2 separate regions of the Mus musculus genome follow, and region 1 is linked to region 2. A link is a contact called in public Hi-C data. All regions are on one chromosome and are shown on one strand. Each heading gives the region's core, a stretch centred on a gene start, on an enhancer-like site or on the middle of the called end of the contact. The rest is flanking DNA. Distances are from core to core; before and after follow the strand shown. Region 1 overlaps Cacna1a (calcium channel, voltage-dependent, P/Q type, alpha 1A subunit). Region 2 has its middle 6.7 kb from the start of Mir181c.

Region 1 (6,906 bases), core at 2,543-5,042, 330 kb after region 2:
GCACATGGCTTTCTTGACTTTGTCCCTGAACACCACAGTCTAAAAATTATTTACATAGTGTTAACAGTGTATGAGGTGTTAAGAGAAGAAGCTGGGTGCCGTGGCTCATGCCATTGATCCCAGCACTAGAGAAGCAGAAGCAGGCAGATTTCTGTGAACTTGAGGCCAATCTGGTCTACATAGAGAGTTCCAGGACAGTAAGGGCTACAGAGAGAAAACGTGTCTCAAAAGAAAAAAAAAGTTATCTCAAGATATTTAGGTGACACAGGAAGACATGTGTAGACTCTGCAAACAGCATCCACTTTATAGAGCAGACGCAGGTGTCCGCAGATACTCCTGTCTACGGGACCTCTGGATACTGCGCAGTCTGTGTACGGCACGGAGACTGTGGTCAGAATTTGGCCTGCTTCACAGGAAGTTAGAGTCTCAATCTTCTAGCTTGCAATGAGGGAAAAGGTGGGGGGGGGATTCAGGGAAAAGTTGTTGTAACATTTCTTGAGTTTTAGGGCTGTGGTGGGCTACAACATAGCTCAGTTGGTAAAGCACTTAACAGAAGCACTGATGATAACGGGACTTCGCTCCCTAAGACCCACAAAAGAGTAGAGAATGGACTCCAGGAAGTTTTCCTCTGACCTCTACAGATAACCACAATAATTAATTAAATTATCAAAACACTTAGAATCATGGAACTCTTCACATAGGATGAAATTTTAAGCATCTTTAGTTTTTAACCCCCTTCTGTCTCACAAAATACCTAAAATATCTATGGCTGTATCATCTAGTGAGGTAAAGACACTGATGGTGGGTCTGTGAGGATAAGGGCTTGCCTGGGCCCTGATCTGATGTTCACATCTGGATCCTCCACACCTAGCCCACCACAGCCCCCAGGGACCACCTGACCCCAGTGTCATCCTTCTCAACTGAGCTGCTCAGAACAGGGAAGCTTGTATGGGTAGTGCCTAGTAGCCTGGGCCAGGCTCACACAAGTGCAAATGCTTGACTTTGCTGTCTCTTGAGCCCACAGAGAAATCAAATATCCCTGAGCCCCACTTCCCAATCTGCTGCCTGCCTGGCTCATGGCCACAAGCTGATGAGTTTATTGGGAATCTAGTTCTTTGGAGTTGAGAGTTGAGGTGCTGGCTGCAGGCCTATACAGTCTTGCTGGTAACCCCGGGGAGGTTTTGGATGAAGGGAAAATGGGGCTCTTTTGGCTTGGGGCAATTTAGGGAAACAGCACCCCCTTTTGGAAGGAAGCTACTGAACAGCCCAGAAAATGGCTTAGAAAGCCCTGGCTAGCCACCCTTTGGGCCCTAAAACTCCTCAAAGTAGATAATAAATATCTTTAAAGTTTTATAACCAAAAAGGCCTTTCCTGGGGGGCTGTGACCACCTCCCTCTCTGCCAGCCCCACACTGGGCTCCATGGGTGGCACTTGGCGGGGTGCTTGCTTACAGACCGGCCTCTCTGTGTCTCCACAGGTTTACAAGTCGTCCTGAAGTCAATCATGAAGGCGATGATCCCTCTGCTGCAGATCGGCCTCCTCCTGTTTTTTGCAATCCTTATTTTTGCAATCATAGGGTTAGAATTTTATATGGGGAAATTTCATACCACCTGCTTTGAAGAGGGGACAGGTAGGTCCGAGGTGTTGGATGTGAGGTTTTCCTCAGGGGACAAAGCTCCAGAAAGGACAGACAAGGACATTGGTCCTCCCAACCCCAGGGCAGCTGAGACTCGGCACTGCGACTACACAGCAGAGGGCCTGCTTGCAGTCCACAGAAACAAAGCTGTGTGTTAGCTAGGGATGCGTGCCTGTATTCCCAGAATTTGGGAGGCAGAAGCAGGTGGATCTCTGAGTTGGAGGCCAGCCAGTTTGCAGGCTAGTTCCAGGACAGCCAGCACTACACTTGACAAAAAGAAAAGAAGAAGAAAAGGAAGGCTGTTGGGGGATTGAGGTCTTGCCGAACATGCACGAAACCCTGGATACATCCCCAGCATAGCTAAACTGCCTACAGGAAAGACACCAGCCACAACTGCCTCTGATACCTCAATTGCAGCTGCAGCGTTGGGTTTGGGGTACCCTGGAAGGCAACCCAGGGGACAAGTCGTTTGTTTAAGAATGATCCCTGAGATACCCCTAGAAGTTGGGCTGAGGGTGTGCTCTTGAGCGGTTTTCCCCATGAACACAGGAAATGCTACAGTGTCTGGAAACAGCAGAGATGCCCTTCCATCACAGGCAGGAGGGCAGGGCAAGGCAACAGAGTATGAACAAGAGATGGCCCTGCCCTTCTCCCTTAGAACCCAGCACCTGACAGGTCAGGTCCCAGGCAGTGGGAACCCTGCCTGATAGGATCCTGGCTTCTTCAGTCAGAACCCAGCACCAGCAGGTGCTGCCTGCCTGCCCAATCAGAGCCCTGTGCCCCATTGTGCTTTGGTTAACCCTTAGGAGGCTGTGTCCAGAGGGAGCTGTGGTTTGGGTCCCACAGAGATCAGCATGAAGGTGCAGCTTGGGCTCAAGTCCGAGCAAATACAGAAGGCATAGGCTGCATCCACATTTGGACCAGATGCATCCCGGTCCGATCCCAGATTCTCCAGAATTGAGCTGCCTGGTGTCCCAGAATGAAGAAGAGCCAAACAAGAAGATGGTGCCTGTGTTTCAGGACTTGAACCACCTACCCCAGAGCAGACAGCCTAGGTTTCCAGAGCCAGAGAAAGAGTGAACCCATGGGCAGAGAGGTGTGGGACCTTTTCAGGAAAGGCAGCCAGGGAAGAATAGTGTGTACAGAAGTGGCCTTGTCCCAGCTCCACGCACCCACCCCAAGCAGGTCCACAGAGACAATGCCCTGGCCTGGTCCCAGCTGGGAAGGCTGTTCTAGAAGCCTCGGGACTTCACTTCTTCCTCCTCCTGCTCCTTCTTTCCCAGGCTTGTGAAGTTCTCTCAATACGGAATGGCCTAATTATTTCTTTCTCCAAAGAAGAAGGTGTTAATTGAGGCAGATCTATTTCTGCACCTGGCCTCACCCAGGCGGAAGACAGAGAGAGTGTGTGTGTCTGTCAGCCATACACAGAACCACCCAGACTTAGGGCTCAGGAACTTAGGCTGTATGAGCTTTCTGGGGTGTTTTTGTTTTTGTTTTGTTTTCCATCCAGGGCTGGCTGGGGTCCCAGTGGGGTTGTGGGGGGACAGATGTAGGTGGAGCCATGGAGGACAGCAGCCTGGATTCGGGAGGCGATCCAAAGAGCTCCCGATTAAGACTGTAAGATGTGTGAGTAAGAGACAGATATATACAGACGCCCCGGCAGCAGGCTAATTTTAAAATATATTTATAGCTGAATTTCTCCGACTCCGGATGGCTGTGTTTCTCGAATCAACCCTGGGAGTGCTTGGCGGACGGCTAGGGTTGAGGGGGCTGGGGTCGAGCACACCTCTGGATGCTGTTGCTAAAGATAGGTGGTTCCCAGCCACAGGCGCGGGGAGCCCACTTCCTGTCACCCACAGCCATCCCACACATTCACAGACTCCAAGACAAAGTGGAATGCTTCCTGTTTTCTAAGAGTTTTCAGAATCCTGGATGAACAAGACCCTGGTTTGCAGACTTTTCTAGGCAGGGAGGCCAAGTGCTCCCCGCTCACAGGAAAAATAAGGGCAGGAGGACCCCAGAATTACTGGGTATACATAGAGAGCTTCACATAAGCCAGATTTGGGTTGTAAGTGGGGTAGAAAAAGTTCTAGAGACAATGATGATCTTCCCAGTAGGGCCTCTGTAGAGTTTCTCTTCCTGCCCTGAGTCTTAAGCTTTAAAGATCCCACTCTCCTATCTGAACTGTGTCCGAGCAATCTACCATCCAAGCTAGAAGCAACGCCTTTTTTTTTCTTTTTGCCTTTGTCTGCTTTATCATTTGTTGTGCTTTTAATTTTTTTTTTTATTTTCAGTTGGTTTGGTCTTTGTCTCACTGTATAGCCCAGGCTAGCCTGAAACCAGTCATCTTTCAACCTCCTGGGTGCAGGGGTGGCAGGTGTGAGCCACTCACTACCCCTAGCACATATCCTTTTGTTGGTGGGATGCATACCGTCTGCCTTCCCTGCATGGCAGTTGGCGTAGGTTCAGTAAAGCCAGCTGCACACAGGAAATGGATTTCTGTCAAGTGGAAACTGGAGCTTTTAGAGACTTGGCAGTTGTTATTGTTGTTTGTTTGTTTGTTTGTTTTCAAACATGTCTTTTGTTTGGTTTTTTTTTTTTAAGCCTTCTCAAACTAGCCATCTCATCCCTGGGGGGTGTAGCAGGAGGTTTTCCAAGATTCAGAACTACACAGTGGTTTTGTGGCCAGGTTGAGCCAGGTGTTAGCTGTGGGGACACCATGCCTCCTGTTCACTTCAATATGAAAGGATTTGAATGTGACCTGTACAGTCCGCTCCTCCATGCAGGCTTCTTTGGCTCTGTGCTAAGCAGGATCCCTTGGCATTCCTGGTGTGTCACAATAATTACCTTACCCTCAGGTAAGGGTGGGAACTGTGTGCACCTGTGCCTCTCTCCAGGGCCCCATGCATGTCATAAAGAAAAACACTCAGCATGGCTCGAGAAGCACACCCAGATGACATGCATTTCATGGTGCCCTGCTCTGACCATGCTGTGGATCACAGACCACATCTCAGTTGTTAAAGACTGCAAAGATGCAGCATAGATTGCTGGGTCCCATGGCTGCCAATGAAGCCCAGAAGGAAAGAGCTACAAGCACTTGAAAACCAGGAGGCTTCTGTTCTGTTTGCAGATGAGACTCCCTGGTGTGGGGGATTGTTCTTACAGTAGTCTAGGGAGTGGTCTGAGTGTAGGGGGCCTGGACATGAGCAAGGCTGGCCCAGGATCACTTGATGTTGTAATCAGTGATAGCACATGGGAAGTCATCTCTGTCTCCTCTCTCTCTCTCTCTCTCTCTCTCTCTCTCTCTCTCTCTCTCTCTCTCTCTCTCTCTCTCTCTCTCTCTCTCTCTCATTTTTCCCCCTCAGAGAAATATTTCTTAGTTACCCATTGGTCAAAGGAGAAATAATAGTGGAAACTGGGAATTGTCTTAGTTAGGGTTTTATTGCTGTGAAGAGACATCATGACCTCGGCAACTCTTACAAAGGAAAATATTTAATTGGGGCTGACTTACAGTTCAGAGGTTCAGTCCATTATCATCATGGTGGAAGCATGGCAACATGCAGGCAGAAATAGTGCTGGAGAGGGAGCTGAGAGTTCTACATCTGGATCAGTAGGCAGCAGGAAGAGAAAGAGACACTAGGCCCTGCTTGAGCTTCTAAAACCTCCAAGCCCACCCTGAGTGACATGCTTCTTCCAACAAGGCCACACCTCCCAATAGTGCCACTCCCTGGTGACCAAGCATTCAAACACAAGAATCTATAGGGACAATTGCTATTCACACCACCATAGGGATTATTTTCACAATAATGAAGAATGACCATGACATTGTTTCTGAGATGCAGTCAAAGCTACTCTGGAAGGACAACTTGTAGTCTTAAAGAAAAAGATTCAGTTTCAACAGGTTAAGAAAAGAACAGAGGCTAGGTGGTGGTGGCACACACCTTTGATCCCAGCACTCAGGAAGCCGAAGCAGGGAGAGTTCAAGGATAGGCTGGTCTACAGAGCAAGTTTTAGGACAGCCAAGACAATACAGAGAAACCCTGTCTCAGAAAAGAAAGAAAAGGAAAGAGAGTTAAACTGGTAGAAAACAGGAAAAAACAAATGAGCGTTGAAATATGTAGTGATGCGGACAGTAGTTAAGAGATCTAAAACCAAACGCTGATGTCATCTCATCCCAGTTACTATGGTTTCCCATCCTCAGTTGGTTTTCCCTTCTCCCCTTTACTCTCCACTATGTCCTTCCTAGACGACATCCAGGGTGAGTCGCCAGCTCCGTGTGGGACAGAGGAGCCTGCCCGCACCTGCCCCAACGGGACCAAATGTCAGCCGTACTGGGAAGGGCCCAACAACGGCATCACTCAGTTCGACAACATCCTGTTTGCTGTGCTCACTGTTTTCCAGTGCATCACCATGGAAGGCTGGACTGATCTCCTCTACAATGTAAGTGCTGCTGGAACACACACAGGGGCAGGGGGAGGGGATCCCTGAGCTGGGGACAACACCTTTCCTGGTAGTCTTTGAAAGTCCCAGGAAGCCAAGCTGTGGACTTCTAACTGGTACATAGGCACTACTTCCTATTGGTACCTCAGCTGTGTGTTAAGTTTGGTTTCAGTGTGTAATCCTGAATTCAGTATTCCCTACCCCCATTAGGTAGCCACCAACTGAGAGAGGAGCCAGGTTGTGGTCACAGACCATGGCTGGCTCACCAGTTCTATAACACATAACCGACACCCAGATTCTAGAAGCACAGAGTGTATTTGATTTAGTCACTTTGAAGTGTGTACACTTGGAAAGCATCTCACCTGAAAAGGTACCTGTCCTGCCTTCAGCTTTAGTCACAATTCTTCACCTCTCGTCCACGAGCCCTTCTGTGGCTTGGCATATCTTCCTGCCGCTCATTTACACCAGTGGAGTCATCCCTCAGCAGCCGTGGGTCATTGGTTATAGAGCCCCTGTGACACCACGGTCCCAGGTGAAATGGGGTGGAACCTGAACAGCTCCCCATGTTCTCTAAATCATTTTGTGCCAACCTCTGCTACATGGATACTATAGGTGTGGTTCATGCTGTGTAGCTCAGGGAGCATCGGTAAGAGGTGTTCTGAGTGAGCTTGGTGCAGTTGTGTGTCATTTTCTGACTACAGAGATGGAAGACAGACTGCATGAGGAGAACCAGATCTGTTGCTTGGGCTGGGGAGATGGTTCAGTAGATAAAGTGCTTGTCTCATAAGTGTGAAGACCAGGTGTGAATCTTCACATGAATGCCAAGTGGG
Region 2 (6,505 bases), core at 3,013-5,512:
CTTTCCCTGTGGGTCTATGTCTTTATGTATGCAAGTGACCGTTACTGTCCTCAGACATCCATGCCAGTAGGTGGGTAAGCTCCATTGTTTGTTTGTTTGTTTGTTTTGACTTCGAGAACCAAACCCCAGGGCCCTGTGATCCTGCCAGATCAGCAAAGCGCTTTACCATTAAGCAACATCCATGCTCAGCTCACTTTTGATGTTGATCTTTGTCTAGGTTTGTTTGCTGTTTGAGATGGTGTTCCCCAGTATACCCCTGGTTGGCCTGGAACTCAGTATATAGACCAGGCTGTCCAGGAACTCAGAATACCTGCCTGCTTCTCCCTCCCAGATGTGAGATTAAAACTGTGCTCTATCACTTCTGGGCTCCACTGTTCTTAAAGACAGAGTCTCTAAATTGCCCAGGAAGACCTCAGGTTCACTCTGAAACTCAAGTAGGCTTTGAGCTTCCCATCCTCCTGTCTCACTCTCCCAAGGGCTAGGAGGACTGGCCTGTGCCACCAGGTCTACCTCCATAAGGAGTCATGGCTTTATGAGTGACTGTCTCTATGGGTATCTGTGTCAACATGCACACCTGTGTTCTGGTGTTTCTGTGTCAGGATAGCTGGGACCGGCTTTGAGCTCACGAGGGGTGTCCTTATTTGCACACCAAGTTACTACAGGGACCGTCCTGCACCTGTGGTTGTCAGTTATTCTAGATGTGTGAGTGACCAGGTGAGGGTGGGCACTACCAGTGTGGTGTGTCTCTACATTGTGCCCAACCTTCCACTAGTGACTGTTCCTCTGCAGGGGTATGTTCCTGGCCTTTGTGGGTGCAGTGTGTACACGAGTGTCAGTGTTGTGGTTGACTGTGTGCTTAGGAAATTAGATTATTAATGGGATAGTGTGTGTCTGTGTCGTGCGGGTGGCTTTTAGGACTTTGTCTGATGACTTGAGACTAATTTTGGTTTGGCAAGTGCGGCTGTGAGAGGTGGGGGATGGGTGGGAAGGAAATGGGGCAACCCAAGTGTGATGGGGGTACTTTCTCAGCCCCCAGTTAGCTCAAGAAGTGGCTTCTGCGGCCCCCAGCCCCAGCATGCATGCCCTCCGGGGAGAGGTCCCCTGGAAAGGCGCCCGGTCGCTTTAAAGCTAGGGCTCCTCAGCAAGAGTAATCGGGGCCATCTTTCCTTTCTGCAGCCACTTTTGGAGGGTGGGATCTAGTCGGCAAACCTTGTCCCCACGATCACCGTGCAGATGCGGTCTGTACCCCCGGAGGCAGCCTCCCGCCCCGCGCCCCGAGAACAAAGCGCCCCGGTCGGCCCGGCCCAGGCGCTCGCGACCGCGGCGGGTGCAGGCGGCGTCCCGGGCCACACGGCCGGGAACAATGGAGGCCTCGGCCGTGGCCGTGACCGGCAGGTGCGCCCCCCGCCCCGGCCCGCGCTCACCTCGTCTCCGCCGCCGCAGCGCCCTCCGCTCCGCCAGGGTCCGGGAGCCCACCCGGCCGCTCGCGCGGGAAGGGACCGAGCGGTTCGAACCCGCGGCCACGCGCCCGCGCCCCCGAGGCCCCCGCGCGGCACCGGCCGGTGGGTCCAGCTGCGGCCGTGCGCGCCCCGGGCCGCCTGCAAGCCCTCGTACTCCACGCTGCAGCTCGAGGGGGACTCGGGGCGCGGGCAGGGACCTGGGATGCATGCAGCCCTTCTGGCTCGGCGGGAGCACGCGCGCACAAAGGCACGCGGGCCACAGACAGGGAAGGTGCGAGGGGGGCCTTGGGGCGTACACCCGCCGGACGAAGGGGGTGGCGGCCACACACGTAGGGACACCTGGGAGCGGCAGACGCCTCTTTGAGGGACAGCACGGAATGTTCTTAGAACTGAATATACCTAGCCAGAGCCCAGGTTCACAGATCACACCCCACCATGTACACACAACCCAGGCATAGCCTAGGAAAACCCGAAGATTTTCGGAAAAACCTAAGATGTACAGAACACAGCTGGTGAGCCCGTCCACACTGGTAATGCTGGACTCAGGAGCCTGAAGCGGGAGTACCGCGATTCTAAGCCAGCCTGGACTAAGGAGTGAGTTTGAGACAAGCCAGAGCTATAGGTTCTGTCTCAAAACAAACAAAAAAACAAAACATGTCCACAGGGTCCAACAGACACAGTCTCCGCCACTCACAACTAATGGGTACACAAATACACACCTCAGCCTTACATGGTTACAGAGAGAAGCAGGACCACAAGGTAGGCAGGCACCTAACACTTGCTTCTTGGAAGTTGGAGCACACACACACACAGAAACACACAGACACTTTCTCACACTCACACACACATTCTCTCTCACACACACACACACATGCACATATGGTCTTGTACAAGCTCTTCCTGGGATGGGCACACACAGGGGTAAGAGGACTCCAGATCTGTCAGAGATGCATATGCAGAACCCCAAAGTGGCAGCTACCCTGAGCACCACAGGAAGAGAGCACTGCTGAGCGGCTCTGGAATCTTCACACAGACCTCCAAGTGCTCCCAAACATACCCAGTCCTGCACAGGCTCAGTTGAGAGGAAGGTCAAACCAGCCTGGGGCTGAGCCAACATTATACTGCATGTATGTTTGCCCTTCTCAAGTCCGGGGGCTGAAGACTTTAGCCCCCCTCAAACCCAGGCTGTTACCTTTGTGGGCCTGCAGCGCTGGGATTCCTGTCGGCTGCCTGCCTTCCTTTAACTCCTTACTGCATTCCTGCCTCAGTTTCTCCTTGATAGGCTTCCAGACATCCTCCTACTTAGACAAGTCTCCACTGGCCCAGGAAAATTCTCTGGGGTTCAGAGTAAGGCGTATGCGAGGAAATAAATGGGAGTGCATTGTAATTTGGGGGTTGAGGGTGCGGCTCAAGTTGGTGGAGTGCTAAGCCAGCATGCAGAAAGCCCTGGGTTCCATCCTAGCACAGCACAAAAGAAGCAAGGTGGTGCAGCACTCTGGAAATAGAGGTACGAGCATCCGATCAAGGTCAGCATTGCCTACAAAGAACTTGAGGCCAGCCTGAGCTACATGAAACTCAGTCTCAAAGAAAATAAAAAACAGGAACACCAGCTGGGTTGTGGCGCACGCCTTTAGTCCCAGCACTGGAGAGGCAGGGGGATCTCTGAGTTCTGAGGCCAGCCTGGTCTACAGAGTGAGTTCTAGAATAGCCAGAGCTTCACAGAGAAATCCTGTCCTAACAAAAACAAAACAATGAAACAAAATGCTGGGGCTATAGAGATGGCTCAGAGGTTAAGAGCACTGGCTGTTCTTCCAGAGGTCCTGAGTTCAATTCCCAGCAACCACATGGTAGCTCACAACCATCTATAATGTGATCTGGTGCCCTCTTCTGCCTTGCAGGCATAAATGCAGGCAGAACACTGTATACATAATAACTCTTTAAAATAAATAAATCAGCCGGGCGTGGTGGTGCAAGCCTTTAATCCCAGCACTCGGGAGGCAGAGGCAGGTGGATTTCTGAGTTCGAGGCCAGCCTGGTCTACAGAGAGCTCCAGGACAGCCAGGGCTATACAGAGAAACCCTGTCTCGAAAAAACCAAAAAAAAAAAAAAAAAGATTTATTTATTTTATTTTTTATTTTAAATTATTTATGTATTTATTTTTTGGTTTTTCGAGACAGGGTTTCTCTGTGTAGCCCTGGCTGTCCTGGAGCTCACTCTGTAGACCAGGCTGGCCTCGAACTCAGAAATCCACCTGCCTCTGCCTCCTGAGTGCTGGGATTAAAGGTGTGCTCCACCACGTCCGGCAAAATAAATAAATCTTAAAACAAAACAGGTAATAGTAATTGGGCCTTCATAGATGAAGTCAGCGTTGTTAATGCCTCAATGTGTCTTTTTCCTACACCCCTCCACAAAGTCAAGATTGACCTTGAATCTCTGATCTGCCTCCACTTCCCAAGTGCTGGGATTACAGGCATCGCTGCCATGCTCAGCCTGGGAGTATGGCTTTGGAATACATGGTGCCTGTTCATTCCTCGCCCATTTACTCACTCTGTATGTCTGTTTGGAGAGACAACCCTTGGACAGGTTCCTCAACTTTCTTTTGGACTCTCCCTCAGAGCTACAAAGACTGGCATGTCAGAGTCAAACCAGCAAAGTCAGTTAAGGGGATATTGTCCTATTCACAGGTGGACCACTGAGTCTCAGAGAGGCAAGCCTTTTGCCCTAGGCAATACTGTCACAGCAGCCAAGGAGTCTGTCCTTTTCGAGGTTGGGGTTTCCTGCCTGCTTAGTGTCCTGTAGGGGGCAGCAGACTCCAGCGCTCTGTTTTTGGGTCAGGATGCCCTTCAGTCAGCTTTCCCTCCCACTGCAAATAAGGACTCTGCCTCGACCTCCTGCGTAGCCTGGGAAGTGCCCCCTACCCTCCAGCGCTAAAACGATGAAAAGGCTCTTCCGAAATAACCCCACCCCATTCCTAGAAGTTAAGTCTGCTCCAGACTCACTCTAAGGCCTCTCTCCGGATGTCTGCTTTCTCTTCCTGTAGTGTATTCAGGGGACCTAGGCAGGCGCCTATGCATTCCGGAACCGGTTAATGTTCGGAGAGAGAATCTCTGACTGCTAGTCAGGGACCAGTCTACGTTCCGGTTGTCATCGCCTTAGGAGCTCAGGATAGAAAGGGAGCAGCAAGGCAAGCCCGTGTCTGGGTCACCGTCGAGAAGGCTCCCGTTCTTCCCGATAATGTCCTGCGGCATCCCAGCCTTTGGGTCTCCTTGGGGACCCAGATGTGACTGCCCTGGGCTTCGGCATCCCAGAGTCCCTGAGTCGGCAGCATTGGGCGTCGCTCACGGGTGCTCAAAAGCATGCGGCTCGCACACTTAGAAAACATCCAGGAAGTACGGGGCTGTTTTCTCTGCACCCCTGTGAGGCTCCGGCGGAGACACGTAGGGCTAGAAGGATGCTGGCCATAGAGTCTCGAGCCAGCTTCTGCCACCTGTGCTGTCTGCAGTAAAGCCAGCACCATGCTCCCAGCTGCGGAGACCAAAACCTTTAGAAAGGTGCAGCGAATTTTCAAGTTAGGTTTTCTGTTCCTGTGTATGCATCTCGAATCTTGCTTCTTTCTAGAGCTCTCACCGTGTGCCTCATACCATCTCTCTTGGACAAAGTACTTTGATACCTGCCTGTTCTTCTCGCCCTCTCCGGCTGTTCTCTCATGACCACCAGAGGGCGCTTGGCCCACCCAAAACTGCTCCTCAGAACTAAAGGCAATGACTTGCACAAGGCCACATATTGTTCCCCTGACCCTGCTGGCCCTCACTTTCTCCATAGCCCACATCTCCCTCTGTCCTGCTGTCAGGCCTTAAGCTGAACAGGGCCTGGGCATAAGTTGTTCGTTCCTTCTGCCAGGGGTCTGTATACCTCTAGTGCTGGGACTGAAGGCTTGTACCACATCTACCACTAGTTTGCTTTTGAGCACAGTAAAACCTGGGGCCCCTGTTAGGCTTTCCTGAGAGCCCCAGAGGTCCTTTTGTCTCCACTTCCCCAAGATGGGATCACACACTTGTGCTACAAACATGGCTGTTGTGACTTTTCTACAATTTCCTTTAATTCTGGCACTCTGGAGACAAAGACAAAATGAGCCTCGAGTTTGAAGCCAGCCTAGTCACATAGCAAGCAAGTTCTAGGCAAGCCAAGGTTACATGGTGAGACTTTTCAAACATTTTTCTCACATATGTATGTGTTCAGAGGACACCTTGCAAGAGTCACTTCTCTCCTTCCTCTGAAGATGGAACTCGGGACATCAGTCATGGTGCCAAGTGCTTTTTAACCTACCGAGCCTTCTCTCATCAGCCCAAGTCTCCTTTTTATATGAGTGCTTATGTGAGCTCTTTAAGGACAGTCTTGGGCGGGTAAGAGCACTGACTGCTCTTCTGAAGGTCCTGAGTTCAAATCCCAGCAACCACATGGTGGCTCACGACCACCCATAATGAGATCTGATGCCTTCTTCTAGTTTGTCTGAAGTCAGCTACAGCGAGCGGGGTCAACCAGAGCAAGCAGAGGTCCTAAAATTTAATTCCCAACAACCACATGAAAGCTCACAACCATCGATCTGTACAGCTACAGTGCACTCACATACAATAAATAAATAAATCTTTAGGAAAAAAAGACAGTCTTGTCTCATCTCTTCCCCTTCCTTCCCACCTCTTTCCTTTTCTACCTTTTTTCTTTTTCCTCCTTTCCCCTCTTCATTCTTTTCCACTTCCAACCTGCTGTCTGAAGTAGCCCAGGCTTCCTCCTCTCTTGTCTGCTGTGCTCATGTATCATCTACTCCAAGTCAAGAGTTTGCATTTGCTTTTGTTTTATTTTTCGTGACTAGGGATTGAACCTTGGCCTCATGCATGCTAGGCAGCTCTACCGTTGAGCTGGAGCCCGGACCCTTCAGGGCAAGAACTATGGCCCTCATAGCTGTGTACCATTAAGAGCTTTTGCTGAGCCCTCACGATCCGTAATCTCCAGGTAACAGAACAAACATGAAACTTGCCCGCATCGCT

What was found. A called contact is a pair of places that touch in the nucleus more often than the background predicts.
Region 1: a Hi-C map of cerebral cortex shows a contact between it and region 2, with 1.9 times the contacts expected there. The contact joins two enhancer-like sites. A contact is called at or near these places in 8 of 39 promoter capture datasets (the 3T3-L1 cell line, 3T3-L1-derived adipocytes, the C10 cell line and 4 more), 3 of 484 Hi-C or Micro-C datasets (bone marrow-derived macrophages, brown adipocytes and cerebral cortex), 2 of 115 datasets of contacts at active chromatin or transcription factors (both in embryonic stem cells) and 1 of 9 other capture datasets (macrophages).

What each region holds. Positions count from the first base shown.
Region 1 is chr8:84,517,134-84,524,039 of GRCm38.p6, forward strand. It overlaps Cacna1a (calcium channel, voltage-dependent, P/Q type, alpha 1A subunit), which reads left to right. Exons shown (of 47, transcript NM_007578.3): 5 at 1,478-1,630; 6 at 5,883-6,076. Among named protein-coding and RNA genes, the nearest start is that of Gm32854, 68 kb to the right of the region's middle. Within about 2 kb of position 3,793, at least 31 of the 459 cell types and tissues checked have an H3K27ac peak or open chromatin away from gene starts, as enhancers often do. A contact at or near this core is called in cerebral cortex, where this site is marked.
Region 2 is chr8:84,182,374-84,188,878 of GRCm38.p6, forward strand. No RefSeq gene overlaps it. Among named protein-coding and RNA genes, the nearest start is that of Mir181c, 6.7 kb to the left of the region's middle. Within about 2 kb of position 4,263, at least 207 of the 459 cell types and tissues checked have an H3K27ac peak or open chromatin away from gene starts, as enhancers often do. A contact at or near this core is called in cerebral cortex, where this site is marked.